Regions from separate parts of the Canis lupus genome. Here region 1 is linked to region 2. Evidence: chromatin contacts called from public Hi-C data. All regions are on one chromosome and are shown on one strand. The core of a region is the stretch at or near the end of the contact, and the rest is flanking DNA. Distances in the headings are between cores, read along the strand shown.

Region 1 (7,534 bases), core at 3,227-5,726, 96 kb before region 2:
TATCCCATGGTGCAGTTCAAGGAGCTGGAGACCAAAGAAATACGGTCAGCACACCTCTTAGAGAAGATGGACAAGACAGCCCAACTCTGGTGACCAAAACACTAAAAAACGGTTACCCTTACCAAGAAGACCATAGAGGGGAATCAGGCACGTGCTCTGAATGTGCTTCTGGACTGATGGCTCCCCTCACTGTGTCCCTCCTAGAGAACACAGACGATGAGGGCCCTCTTCCCTCGGAGCAGCTGGCCCAGGATGAGACTGCTCACAGTCTAGAAGCAACAGAGGGCCCACCTATGGGCCACACAATGTCATCTGATGATCAAAAGGCACTCCTACCAGTGTCTTTGGCAACTGGGCACTTGTGGCTCTCATCATCTCCCCCTGACAATAAGCCTGGTGGCAGTCTTCCAGCTCTGTCTCCATCACCCATCCGTCAGCACCCACCTGACAAGCTGCCCTTCAGTGAGGCTGACCTAGAGGAGGTCAGCCAGAGCAGAGAGACTGCACACTCCTCCCAAGAACAGATGGGTAGCCAGCAGTATGATGCTGATGCTGAGGCAACAGAGCTGAGCAGTTTCCAGGAGTTCCCAGGAAAGCCCTTCACCATACATACTGGAGGACCCCACCCTGCAACTATACTCACCCCACAAACAGAAAGTAATGATATGGCTGACCAGCCGTGGGCCCAGGAAAGAAAACATCCAACAGGACTTGGTTGGCAGGAGCTAGTAAGTTTGTCCAGAGATCCCATCAAGTTGCCCTGCTACAACAGGGACATCATGTGGCTCAAATACAGGCCAATCCCAAGGTGCTTAGCAAGGCCAGGCTCTCCCTTGGTCCCTGGCTGCTCTCCAAAGACTACAGGGACACTCCATCAGCTCACCCTGGGTCATGCACAGTAAGTTGGAATTCTCCCCAAGACTTGAGCCCCTTTGGCACCCCTTTCCACCCCAGCCTAACATATGTCTCTTCTGGGAATGGCTACTACTGGTTCAGTGTCAGAGATATACTAAAACTAAGAGGCTTTTCTCTAGCTTTTTGAGGAAGCAGGCTTGCCAGGGTGGGTGACTCCGAGTCTGGGAAAGCTGGGACTTAAGTGAGAAAAGGGAGGATCTGTCCCCTTCAGCAAGCCTGTGACCTGTGGTGAGATCGGAATCCTCTTCATTCTGTTGGGTCTGTGTTCCTGGAAGGGCTGCCCAGAGGCATACCAGGTGCAGCCTGGTGCCCTCAGAACCAAGGCAAGGTGGGCACCTTCCAGGATGGCAAAGGTCAAAAACAGGGACTGGTGATTTGTGCTGCTTTCCCCAAAGGATGCTTTGGATAGTGCAGCAAAGAGAAAGTATAGAGAAAGATCCAGCAGGGTCCCTTAGCATGAGATGCCGGGGAGATAGTGGGTATATGGGAACAGAGGCTACAGCTTTTGCTAGGGCTCCTAAGATCTAGGCCAGCTGTGTACCTGCTGCTCACTGGGGCTCAGGCTAGGCCGTGGACAAAGAGAAGGACTTGCAGGGATGTATAGGTGAAGTGCCCACCTGTCCCAGGACACTATCAGTAAGGTCTGACAAAAGTCAGATCCTCCAGTTACTAGCTCAAATCCCCTACTTTAGTGCTGGGACTCCCCATAGGAAGTAGAAATGATGGCAGGCAGGGGAGGCAGTAGGCTCCACCTTGTGCCAAGCATGTCAGCTACAGTGGTCACAGCCTTGAGCCTTTTAGCAGGGAAGCTTGGGGCAGCTCCTGTAAAGGAGAAGCAGCACTCATCCCTGTTCCTCAGGGTAGCTGGGGAGCCAGGAACAGTCGAGAAGCCCCCTTTCCAGTATCTTCTTGGTACATTCTCATCCCTAGACGAATCTGGAGAAGAACAGGTGACGGGAGGAGGTGGTGGTGGGCTGGCCCTAGTCCAAGCTTTGACCACTCTGGGCAGGGGCAGCTCCTGGTCAGAAAATGAGGCTCAGCTCCAGAAAAGATGCCTGGGAAAGATGGGAGGCCCAGAGGATCACAGTGTTCCCTCTGGTGTTCCAGGCAGGTGGTCATCCAAGCACACCAGGAACAGCTGGATAGAATGGCAGAACTGGGCTTCAAGGAGGAGACCCTGCTGAGCCAGCTGGCTCTTAATGTAAGTGGTTTTGGCTAGACACTTGGGGGCTCTTGGGAATTAGCCCACAGGTAGTCTGCTGGCCATCCTTGTTTGCTGTGGTTGTGTTTGAAGTAAGGTCTGCCATCGTACTCTAAGAGAACTTGGGGCTCCTCTTACCATTCCTCTGACATAGCTCAAGCAGGTGCAAGGATAGGTGGGAGATGGTGCTGCACTTCCCATTTTCAGGCTAAAATGTTTCCATCCTTTGCCATTCCGCCTTTTTATTTGGCTTGCTGGAGCCCCTCCCTGTGATGGTAAGTGACATGCCACATGCAGACCAGAGGTACTTTTTTTTTTTTTAAGTAGGCCTCATGCCCAGTGTGAAGCCCAATGCAGGGCTTGAACTCAGGATCCTGAGGTCAAGACTTGAGCTGAGATCAAGAGTTGGACACGTAATTGACTGAGCCGCCCAGGCGCCCCTAACTAGAAGCACTTTTACAAAAATACCCCTCTGCCCTGCAAAATACCTATCTACATAGAAGTTGCTAAAATGCAGGGGTGAGTGGCTGGCTCAGTCTGAAGTGTGCGACTCTTGATCTTGGGGTTGTAGGTTTGAGCCCCACATTGGGTTTAGAGAATAAAGATAAAGTCTTTTTTTTTTTTTTTTTTAAGTTTTTCAAATGCAGAGAAATGAGCCTTACTCTGTGCCACAGTGATTATCCTGCAGACTTTCCACCTGAAGGAAGGGCCTAGGCTCTCAAAGTTTCCTGCAAGAAAAGGGACTAGAAAAGCAGATCCTTGGCAGAAAAAGCCAGCAAAAGCAAAAGTCCATATTTGTCCTTTGTTTCCTTTCTCAGGATTTTGAAGATTTTGTGACCCAGCTGGATGAAATCCTGGCTCTGAAATCCAAGTGCATCCAGAGTCTGAGGAGCCAGCTTCAGCTGTACCTGACCTGCCACAGGCCGACCACAGTCCCTGAGAGGACAGTGGTGTCTTAGAACAAGATCTAGTATGAGGTGATGGGGGCAGCTCAGAAACTTGTACTGAATTCCCAGGCGCTGGCGGGTCCTTCCTACAAATCCTAGAACCCACTCCGCAGTCCTGCCTACTAGCCTCTCTCCCCACCCCAGCCACACATGGCCTTGACTAGGCCCCAGCACAATTCCAAGCACAGGAACATCTGGAAGGAAGGACAGAGCAGGCTAAAAAAACTTAATATGCCCCTTCTAAACCCTTAATATGGGGCTAGAAGAGTATTTTGTCTGGGTGGGGGAAACACACTTGGGTCTGATAACCTTGTGGATGTGTCTAAATTTGAGGATCAAAGAATGGGGTGGGTCAGTGGTAACCTAGAGGTCAGAGGTAACAAGCTGGGGAAGAAAACGTGAACTAAACAAAAACAAACAAACAAAAAAAAACGTGAACTCAGGGGCTTTGTTAGCTGAATACTATTCTTCAAGACTTGGCCAAAAACTAGTAAAACACTTGAGGCAGAGCTCACCCTACCCCATTAGCTCCTGGAGACTGGTGGGACAGGCTTCGTGTCCCCAGTTCCCCTCCCTTCCTGCAATTCAGACACAGAAGAGAGTGCTCACATCACTGCATTACTCTCTTAATAGCACTCATGCTCCTGTAGCAGTTCCTGGCTCACCTGCCACGCCCTTTCGTGGCAAAGGTGAAGAAGTGGAGGATCTTGTGCAGGTCTATCTCCTCACCTTACCTTTTATCCAGCATCATCCTGGTTGTGCAGTCCCTCTCAAGGGCCTGTGTTCAGTAGTATCTTGGCACGGAGTGCTCTAGTCAACAGTCCAAGACTCTGAGGTTGCATTTTTATACACACACCCCTTCAACATGAGTTCTGCCTGCTGTATATCTTCATCGGGAAGCTCAAGACAAATACAAAGTGGTCTGTCACTTGCTAGGGCCACTTTGGGTCAGATAAGATGCATATGTCACAGCCTTGGCCCTGATGCCCACTGTAATGTGTGAAGCTTCAGTTTCTTACAGGGAAAGGATACCTTTTTAAGGTTTTAAAAAGAGGGCTTAATTAAAAAGGTACGAGAAGGGCCAACTGGCTTTCTCAGCCTGCCAATCCTGCCACCCTTTGCCTGATCTGAGCACTAGAGGGCGGCCTTTTCCCAGTTTCCTGGCCCAAAAGTTCTGCATTCTCCTTATCGGATCACTAGAATTAGAGACCCACTCCCAGCCAAGAGCACAAGAGGGACTGTGGGATGGCATTAAGCATAAGGACAAGAAACTTCAGGGAGGACTCTGGACTTTAGTTCTCAGCTACAGCAGCAGCACTGAGAGCTAGTGAAGCAGTCTGAATCCAGCCCTGACTGTGGCACACAGCACATAAATGCCTGATGGGTCTCATGGGAAAAGGGACTTCCTCATTTCTGAATGATTGCCCCAAAGGCCCAGCCTGTTTCACCTCCACAGTTAGTCTGGCAGGAAGGCTTGTCCTTGGTTCCAGAGACTGAGTTAGGTCAAGTTTTTAACAGATCCTCATTTGGGCCTGCTCTGCAAACCAAAAGCCAGGGCTGACTGCAGGGCCAGCTCCTGGGTCCCACTGACCTAAGAGTGAGAAGAAAGTACTAAAAAGACAGAAAATGGTTAGTACCTGTTTTCATCCCCAGCAAATGGAAGCAGGAATTCCTTCCCCACCCACCCCACCCCCTCAATAAAATAGCACTTGGCAATAAAATTATCACAGCAGGACATACCTTTTAGATTTTTATTAGTAGTTTTCTGAAGAATCAAAATAGTTAGCAAATTACTTTAGATTCATCAAGACTGTATATCCTTTGTATTTAGATCTTTAATGATGTACAACAGAATATAAAACAAATGAAAGAGACTGATTTCTATGACTAGGTGTTACTCGTGTCATCCTAGAGCAGGGGGCTGGGGGGAGAGGCCGTTCTCCAAGGAGAACCGAGGTGGAGCTAGTGCTGGGCTACTGTACTGCAGCCTGTTTCTCCCCCACTCTGTGCTGGGAAGGAGCCAATGATTTCTTAAACTGACGACAGTTTCTAGAGCAGGGGGCTCTAAAATCCTGGGTAGCAGAAGACTGTGGTCCAAATCAAGCCAAAAGAAACAGGCTGGGGCAGGGAAGCATGGTAACTGCCTGGCAAAAGAGGCAAACTCAGCGCCCCACATGGAAAGGGCATTCTTTGCACCTCAGAGACGTTGCAGAACCAGTGTTAACACTAAGAGACTTTGTTAAGAAAAAAAAAAAAAAAAAAACCCTGGAAGAACCTTTCAATTGCACTCAACTTGGATTAAGAGTTCAGTCCACCGGGGCAGGGGAGGGAAGCATCTAGCCCTAAAGCAGCACTGAGTCTGGCCCTCCCACCCCTTCTCCCTGCCTCCTTTTGGCAGCTGAGCCAGGTTTCAGCTGAGGACGTACAGACTCCAGAAGGACCAGGGAGGGTTTCTCTGGAGGGCTGAGGTGGGAAGGACACTTCTCAAAATACAAACATGTTTAATATGGAAGGAGCCAGGGCAGTGCTAGAGGCATTCACATGCCCCAATCTTTCCTACTTTTTCCCCAGCTCAGAGACTGGCAAGCACAGTCTCCACACCTGACCTTCCACCCCCAAAAGAAAATCGGGAAGTGTGCCCCCCTCTCCTTCCCTACACGTGGGCTCCTCAGCGCCTCCTGCAGGGGTGGTTCCATGGCAGGGCCTATGCAGCCTGGTCTCAGCTGGCTCCTGCCCGAGCCATGAGGTCTTCGAGAGCATTGTCCTGGTCATTGTTGTGTAGTAGCAGAACTTCCTTAATGTCTTTCAGTTCAAAGCCCATTTCCTTAAATTTGCTCATTAACTGAAGAAACTCCATCATCTAAGGGATAGAAGAAAATAAAGATTGAAGAAAGGGGTCTGGGCACAAAGCAGGGTGGAGGAATGTCCATATAGGGGGCTGCTTGGGAGGAATCTGCATCTTTTGCCAAAGCCTCCTGAGTCTCTCTGAGGTCTCCCAGCAAGCAGAGGGTGGCTGTGGAGGAAGCCAAGGCAGACTAGTTGATGGTATAACTCATCCTTCAGAAACTATGCCCAGTTCCAAATTCTGCTGACTCATGGGTCCCACTAACCAAAATCCATACTCACACCAAGGCAGGATACTGAACCCAGAAACAGCTGCTCTCCAGAGAGCAGGCTAGGCAAAGAGACTATAGATCTCCCCAGTCATCCAAAAGTCTAGCTTTTTGCCCAGGTCATTTCCATTTTCCCTTCCCTTTCCTTTCCCTGGGACTCTAGACAGTCTTCAACCCAGTGCTTCGTCAAACGTAACAACCCAAACTAGCTGAATGCCTATCTGGACACTTGAGAGAAAATGCATTCTGACTACTTCTGTCTGCAGTCACTGGTAGGGAAAGAGGGTTCTTGGCCAGAGGAAAACTACTTTGTCCCTCCTTTCCAGAGGGTTCCTATAAAACACAAAAGGTCCTACCTTTTCCTCTGAACACTGGTGCATTTCCAGAGCTTCTTCCACTAAAAGAGGGTCGAAGCCCTTTTCACAGAGCTGTCCGTGTGCAAAGAGATAGTCGAGAATCTTAAGAAAAGAAAAGGAGGTTTGAGGATCTATTACCACTCTTTTCGGTGCTTCCCAAGAGTCTTACACAAGCCAGCAAGTGTGATGTCTGCTCCCCACCTCGCTATTAGATTCTGGATAGGACTTGATTTTCTACTGTGAACCGCATCTAACACAACAGGACCTCAGTGACTATTTGCTGAATAGGTAGGCACACCCTTCTAAACACGAGCAGTCATTTTTCAAAGGAATTCCTGTCACAACTGACTCCCGTCTCCCATAATGTCAACTCCACAGCCTGGGCAGGATATTCTAACAAAAAGGCCACGTCAGAAATGGCCCCAAGGTTTAGGACTCCAGTACCCTATTTTGGAACACTCTGGGGCAGCTATGACAAGATAAACGTTTCTAGGAGACATCTGACCATACCTCAAGCCTAGTGTGCCCTCTCAGGAGGGGTAGAGAACAGTCCAATGGCTCAAATACTCCCAGGGCTTTTCTCCAGCCTAGGTCCCAGAGCAGCCCCTTAAGTAGAAGCACTATGCTGAGGGCGTGAGTTTCCCCGGACAAATTGCCGAGTCATGCCAACTCACAACGCTGGGGCTGAGTGTGATAGGGCTCTAGGATACAAGCAGGACACTGTTCTAGGACCTCTCTCCAGGCTGATCCCACCATCACCAACCAGCCAACCAACCACTCACCTGCTCAATATTCTCTCCTTTCTTCTTCATGGCTCTCAGGACACACTCATATGAGTAGCCCATGTTGACCACTGTCTCCACACACTGCCGCTCACTGGGGGACAGTGTTTGCAGTTCTGAATAGGCCTGGGGACAGCTGGGAGCATTGGGCACTTGTGACATTGAGAAATTAGGAGGTGTGACCTGGTGGTGGAGAAACAAGAGGATCAGGCAGGAAGAA
Region 2 (7,250 bases), core at 1,872-4,371:
GGTGGAACATGCAACTCTTGATCTCTGGGTTGTAGGTTCAATCCCCACGTTGGGTGTAGAGATTACTTAAAAATAAAATCTGTAAAGGGGCAAGCACCTGGTTGGCTCACTCTTCTTTTTTTTTTTGGTTGGCTCACTCTTAAGGAGCATGCAACTCTTGATCTCAGGGTGGTGAGTTTAGTATATGTGCTGCCGAAATGAGCACAAGGGTGGTGAGTTTGAGCCATCTTGAGTATAGAAATTACTAAAAGTAATTTTTTATTTTTTAAATATATATATATATACACACACACATACATGAACATACGTAGAAATTTCTTGCACACCAGGGGTGTTTGCAGGGCTCAGTCTGTTAAACATCTGCCTTTGGCTTGGGTCATGATCCTGGGGTCCTGGGATTGAGCCCTGAGTTGTGCCAGGCTCCCTGCTAAGTGGGGAGTCTGCTGCTCTCTCTGCCCTTCCCCCTACTCGTTTTCTCTCTCTCTCTCAAATAAATAAATAAAATATTTTAAAAAGAAAAAGAAATTTTCTTTTTTTTTTGAAAAAGAAATTTTCTGAACACCAGAAGCCTCCATTATTCTCCTAGTTAGTAACCAGTTAGCAAAGCAGTTAGTTAAATGACTTATTATTTTTTTTTAAGATTTTATTTATTTGACAGAGAGAGAGCACAAGCAGGGTGAGCAGCACAGGGAAAGGGAGAAGCAGGCTTCCCACCGAGCAGGGAACCTGATGTGGGGCTTGATCCCAGGACCCTGGGATCACGACTTGAGAGGCAGATGCTTAACCGACTGAGCCACTCAGGCACCCCAATACAGTGACTTCTATTACTATGATATTGGGATATAAGATATGTATTTGGTCTTTGTCCTGGTTCTTGACACAAAAGCTCCTAAGACTCTTATACTTTTCTAAGGGATAATGGTGAGAAGCAATCTTTTATTATTTATCAGTAATTCTCAATCAAACCTGAGTTTATGTTAATGGGGTGACTCAAGATGGTTCCTTAGATACCTTCAGGATGGTTCCTTGGATATAAGAGAAACCAACCATGTGATGCCAGGTTTGGAACTTTCAGCCTTAATTTCTCAACCTCTGGGAAAGGAAAAAAGGATGGGGATTGAATTAATTACCAAAAGTTAATGATTTTTTTTAACTTTAAAAATATTTTGAGAGAGAGAGCATGAACAGGAGGGATTGATAGAAGGGGGAGGAAGAAGCAGATTCCAGAGCAGGGAGACCCCAGGACCATGACCCAAGCTAAAGGCAGACACCTAACTGACTAAGCCACCCAGGCGCCCCAAAGAATAATGATTTAATGAATCATGCCTTCATAATGTAACCTCCACGTAAAACCTAAACTATGGGGTTTAGAGAACTTCCAAGTTGTTGAATATATCCACATGCTATGAGGGTAGTGTACCCCAAACTCCATAGGGAAAGAATCTTCTGTGTTCAGGACCCTTCCAGACCTCACTCTTCATCTGGCTGCTCATTTGTATCTTTTATAATAGCCTTTATAATAAACTGTTAATAGTATTTATTTTCTTGAGTCCTGTGAGTCATTATAGCAAATTATCAAACCTAATGAAGTCATCATGGGAACTGTCAATTTATCTACTATTGATTGACATTTTTAATAGATTTTATTTATTTATTTGAGAGAGAAAGAGAACGAGCAGTGGAGAAAGGCAGAGGCAGAGGGATAAAGAGAGAGGCGGACTCCCTACTGAGCAGGGAGCCCAACGTGGGGCTCGATCCCAGGACCCAAAGATAAGGCAGATGTTTAACCAACTGAGCCACCCAGGTGTCCCTATTGATTGACATATGAACTATTTCCCATTTGTAGCTGCTATGAATAAAACTGATTATTCTTTTGCCTTTTGGTGACCATAAACACTCATTTCTGTTGTTATAATCAGAAGTTGAAGTTTTGGATTATAAAGTACACGTACTCAGCTATAGTAGGTACTGTCATAGATTTTTCCAAATTGTACTAATTTACATGCTCACTAGTAATGTATGAAAGTTCCAGTCATTCTGCCTCCTTACCAATCCTTGGTATCATCAACAGGTTTGGGGGTTTTATTTTTGGTATCACTGGTCTTCTTTTTTTTTTAATATATTATTTATTTATTTATTTATTTATTTATTTATTTATTTATTTATTTATTTATTTATTTATTTATTAGAGAGAGAGCAAGCATGAGTGGGAGGGGCAGAGGGAGAGAGAATCTCAAGCAGACTCCACACTGAGCGAGGAGCCCAACATGGGGCTGATCCTACAACCCAGAGATCATGACCTGAGCTGAAGTCAAGAGTTGGACACTCAACCAACTGAGCCACCCTTGTACCCCCACACAATTGTTCTTAAAAGAGTGATGATACTGTGATACCTGGGTGCGTGAGTAGTAGGTTAAGTGTCTGATTCTTGCTTTCTCCTCAGGTAGAGATCTCAAGGTAGTGAGATCAAGCCCCAGGTTGGGCTCAGTGGGAAGTCTGCCTGAGATTCTCTCTCTTCCTCTCTGTTTGCCCCTCCCCACCTGCATGCACATGCGTGTGCTCTCTCTCAAATAAATAAATACATGTTAATAAAATAAATAGGGATCCCTGGGTGGTGCAGCGGTTTGGCACCTGCCTTTGGCCCAGGGCACGATCCTGGAGACCCGGGATCGAATCCCACGTCGGGCTCCCGGTGCATGGAGCCTGCTTCTCCCTCTGCCTGTGTCTCTGCCTCTCTCTCTCTCTCTCTGTGTGTGACTATCATAAATAAATAAATAAATTTAAAATAAATAAATAAATAAATAAATAAATAAATAAATAAATAAATAAAATAAATAAAGGCAATTGTGGATTTTTAAACTTCCCGGTGAATCTTCATTCCACAGAAATTATAAGCTCTGTTGGGAAGTGCATTTGGGGCTAGTTCCTGGGATGCCAAGATAAAGCGTACTAACCTTAAGGATGAGGCTGAAGCCTCTGACTGGGCAATACCATGTGCAGCCTGGCATGAGCCTAGAGATTCTCAAAGGAATTCCAGATTCTTGCCCAATGGGCTCCTGGGTCATCAAGGGCATTGTGAGGCAAGACAGAACTGGAACAATAGGCTTAAAAAGGAAACTGAACCACTTCTGACCCATTCACTCTGTGCATGTCTCTGAAGGGATAGGCCTGATGAAGTAAGATGGGGCTGCCTTTCCCAAGGTGGCATTAGAAATTAGTGGCAGTGCCCACTTGGGATGGCAGAGGACCCTGTCTCAATCTGGTCTTTGTTTTGGTGTGGAAAACAAATCCAAATCTTGTAGGCAGAGCTTCGGATGGGTCAACAGAGCTCCCTGGAGGTATGAGGTCTGAAGCAACCATCATCAGGTAACTGGGCACTAGAGCCCGAGGACAGTCAACCCCAAGCAAGAGCATCCTGCTTCCTCAAAGAGTTTCTGTGCCTGAGGAAAGTGGAAGCCAGCGCAAATTCCTACAGGATCTTCTGAAAATGGAGGCAAGGGTGATCCTGAAGAAGCCCCGTTATCTAACTGACCGACAAGCAACATCCACTCTACTCTCTTCTCTGTGGTTCAGAGTTTCACCCCATCTGCCCTCATGGAGATGCAACCAGGGTCCCCAGGGAGAGGCAGGCAGGGGTCCTGTCCTCAATTTAGGACTGCATGGGAGACATACAAAACATAACTTAAGGCATGAGACCTATTTCATAAAGCACAAAAGGCAGTGTGGCCGGTAGGTCGTGAGAATCTGAAGGTCGTAGCTGAGGGAAAGCTCACTTGAGGGGCTGTTACGGTTAGGGCAGGAGAGATGGTTAGGCGGGGGAGGTGGCCAGCAGGGAGGCATGACTGCGTGGAGAATGGAGCCCGTGGGCTCCCCAGGGATGGGAAGGAGGCGGCCAGAGCCCTGGGGAGCATCCTGGGCTGGTAATGCCAGGCAGGGCAGAAACGCTGCGGAGGGCAAGTCTGGCCAGGCGGGCGTGGACCCTAAGCCGGACTCCACCTTGCGAGGGTGGAGGAAGGAGGTCCTGCCTCCGGGCATAGAGTACAGCCCACGGTGTCAGCGCTCCGTTTCCGATAGGTTCGGGGAAAGTGCGGCGCTCAGTAAGAGATAACCAGTGGCAGCTGCCGGGTAAAGGCGTGTGCCGGGAGGAATTCCTAACCGGAGCGAGGATAGCCGTCCTCACTTCCGGGTGCCTGCGGACGGGCAGGCGGGGATCCGCGGTCCACGGCAGAACGCAGATTCCTTCGACCCCGGGTCTTCCACCTCAGCGGCCATCTGACGACCGTTGGAAATGCGCGGGCGGCAGCCAAACAACTGCCGCGAACTCTCCACTCGCAGGCCCTAAACCCCACCCCTGAAGGCCCGGCAGCGTCGCCGTGGCGACATGCTGCGGAGTGCGGCTGCGCAAGGGTGACGGAGCGCGGGCGAAGGGGAGGGGGTGTTTTGGTTCTCGCCGCTCGCCGTCCTTTCAGACTCAATTCGTCTGAGAGCTGCTCGTTTCTTCCTCCCCGGCCCTTTCCCTTTCCCGACCCCTGCCCTCCCTCCCTCCTTTCTCTCTGCTTGCCTCCCCGGGTCCGGGCCATTTTCCGGGCCAGGCGCACAAAAGTGCGCGGCCCCGGGGCCCAGTATATGACCCGCCGTCTTGCTAACCCTAGCTACCCCCGCCCCATGTGGCTGCGGGGCCGCTGCGGCGCTGCCCACTATGGCCCGGAAAGCAGTTAGCAGGAAGCGGAAAGCGCCCGCCTCGCCAGGAGCTGGGAGCGACGCTCAGTGCCCGCAGGTGAGGGCTGAGAGGCCTGGACCCGGGTTCTACCGCCGAGGCACCTAGAGCGGGGGAGGGTTCTAAGATCAGGAAACCGGAACCCGGGGACCAAGGTTTGTAGTCAGAGATGGGGCAGGAGTGGGGCCCCAGCCTGTAGGGTCAGGGCCGGGCCCGGCCCTCAGGGATTCAGAGAAGAGCAGAAAGGCCAGAGCAATCAGGAGCTAAAGGGAAACTTGGAACAGGGCCTATTCCAGGGAAGCCCTGCAGCCGGTCGTGGGGCTTGAGAAGAAGCTACAATCTTGTCCTTGGCGGAAGGGAAACCAACGTCGATGGGAATCAGGAACAAAACCTCCCAGAAGATACTGGGAGACCGTAAAGTCCCCCTTCCGGGACCTCGGGAAGCGGAGATGATTGCGTGCTTTATATGGGAAATAGGTTTCCCTGACCTGGGCTTTTTGCCTCTTGGATCGGTATAAAAAACAGCAGTTCTCAGGTATCATCCCTATAACGCCCTTGTTGAACGCGTTTCATACTCTGATTTCCCGTGCCTCCTACTCCCTTAGTGTTTGATTTTTCGCGATTCCTCAACGGCCTGGAGCGCGGGCCTGGTGACAGGGGGGTGGCCCTGATTGCGTGTCCCTGGAAGGCGTGGGACCCCAGTCTGCCCCCAGCTGCACTCTCCATGCTCCACGGGGAGTACAGACTGAGAGGGGAGACGGTGCGTGGGTAGAGATGCAGCTCAGGTCGGTATAGTAATTATTTGGTCCTTCGTTCCCTTCCTTATCAAGGATAGCTTTAGGGACTCTGAATCCTTTGCTCCTAACAGGCCTGGTAAACCTTTTGACCTCTTTTCTGCTTCCTTTCCCTTGTCTTTCAGTCCTTGTTTCTCATACGTAGGTTTGACTGAGTAGCATCTTTTCAGTGTTGGAAGAGTTAAACTGGACTTTTCTGTATTGAGATTCCTGTTCTGTTGTATGTCAATCCTGCGGGATGAATTCTTGGTGATTTCTCTGATACAGGAGGATCCCTTGTTCTGAACAAAGGTGGCCAAAGCCCTAATTTCTAATATTGCTTTCCACAGTTTGGCTGGGATCATTCACTTCACAAAAGGAAAAGACTCCCCCCAGTGAAGAGATCCTTAGTGTACTACTTGAAGAACCGAGAAGTCAGGCTTCAGAATGAAACCAACTATTCTCGAGTGCTGCATGGCTATGCAGCACAGCAACTTCCCAGTCTCCTGAAGGAAAGAGAGTTTCACCTTGGGACCCTTAATAAAGTGTTTGCATCTCAGTGGCTGAATCATAGGCAAGTGGTGTGTGGCACAAAATGCAACACGGTAAGTGTCTAGGGGGTAAATGAACCTTATTCTAGGACCTGGATACATTTTGGCTCCACATGCTCTAAAACCTTTCACTGCTCATTTTCCCCATTGGTTTCTTTTGGGAGGAGATTGGCTCACTCTGCTTTCCATCCCCTTCCTATCTGCTGAAAACTTCTTCCTCTCTTTATGTCCCTTTTCCCATTTCCTCATTTCTTTCTTGATAAATCTTCAGAGGAGTCTATTTCTTTAGGCCTCTTGCCATACAGCTGTTACACTGATTTTAGGGTTTCTTTAGCCTCACTTTTTTATGTTGCTTTAAGTCAAGGACCTCAGAGGAAAGATTTAGGAAGGAATGATGCTCAGGAAACATAATAGTGGGAACCTAGTTCTTATCTGCTAGGCTAAGGGCACATATAAAAATATTTAAAATGAGGGGATCCCTGGGTGGCTCAGCGGTTCAGCGCCTGCCTTTGGCCCAGCGCGTGATCCTGGAATCCCGGGATCGAGTCCTGCATCGGGTTCCCTGCATGGAGACTGCTTCTCCCTCGGCCTGTGTCTCTGTCTCTGTCTCTCTCTCTGTCTATCATGAATAAATAAATAAAATTTAAAAATATATATTTAAAATTACATTTGGCGGGTACCTGGGTGGCTCAGTTGGTTAAGCATCCGACTCTCAGTTTCAGCTCAGGTCATGATCAGGGTCGTGAGATGGAGCCCTGTGTTGGGTTCCATGATCTGCACAGAGTCTGCATGAGATTCCCTGTCTCCTTCTGCCCCGCCTGCTCATGCTCTTGCACTCTCTCTCTAAAATAAATCTTAAAAAAATAAATAAATAAAATAGCACTTGGCAAAATCACCCTCCCCGAACATTTTTGAGTAGAATCTAAAGATATATTTCCTTTAAGAAAGGTCACAAAAGGTATGTTTGGTGGTTTCAGGTTGCGAATGTTTGTTCTTTGCAAAGTAGCCTCCTGAAAAGGATTCAAGAAAGAAAAAATAAGTATTATATGGAGAGGGGAGTGTTTTTGTGCAGAATAACTTAGAAAACAGTTATAAGTGAATGAAGGGAAAAATTTATCAGTAAGCTATATAATCACAATTATAGGAATAGATAAAATACATCAATCCATGATTGGATATTGCAGATATAATGGGAACAGAAGAACACAA

Evidence for each region. A called contact is a pair of places that touch in the nucleus more often than the background predicts.
Region 1: a Hi-C map of blood shows a contact between it and region 2, with 1.7 times the contacts expected there. The contact joins the enhancer-like site here to the promoter of DCAF12 in region 2. A contact is called at or near these places in 2 of 9 Hi-C or Micro-C datasets (amygdala and blood).

Annotation. Positions count from the first base shown.
Region 1 is chr11:51,209,728-51,217,261 of UU_Cfam_GSD_1.0, reverse strand. It overlaps UBAP1 (ubiquitin-associated protein 1), which reads right to left. Exons shown (of 6, transcript XM_038552645.1): 4 at 7,315-7,497; 5 at 6,533-6,634; 6 at 4,801-5,923. The coding sequence ends at 5,783. KIF24 (kinesin-like protein KIF24) reads left to right here. Exons shown (of 13, transcript XM_038552625.1): 11 at 1-898; 12 at 2,023-2,116; 13 at 2,935-4,947. The coding sequence ends at 3,075. Among named protein-coding and RNA genes, the nearest start is that of KIF24, 74 kb to the left of the region's middle. Within about 2 kb of position 4,476, at least 4 of the 20 cell types and tissues checked have an H3K27ac peak or open chromatin away from gene starts, as enhancers often do. A contact at or near this core is called in blood, where this site is marked.
Region 2 is chr11:51,112,235-51,119,484 of UU_Cfam_GSD_1.0, reverse strand. It overlaps DCAF12 (DDB1- and CUL4-associated factor 12), which reads left to right and starts at 3,121. Exons shown (of 9, transcript XM_038552649.1): 1 at 3,121-3,493; 2 at 5,841-6,095. The coding sequence starts at 3,488. It overlaps LOC111098083 (a long non-coding RNA gene), which reads right to left and starts at 4,382. Exons shown (of 4, transcript XR_005366930.1): 1 at 2,955-4,382; 2 at 1,012-1,092.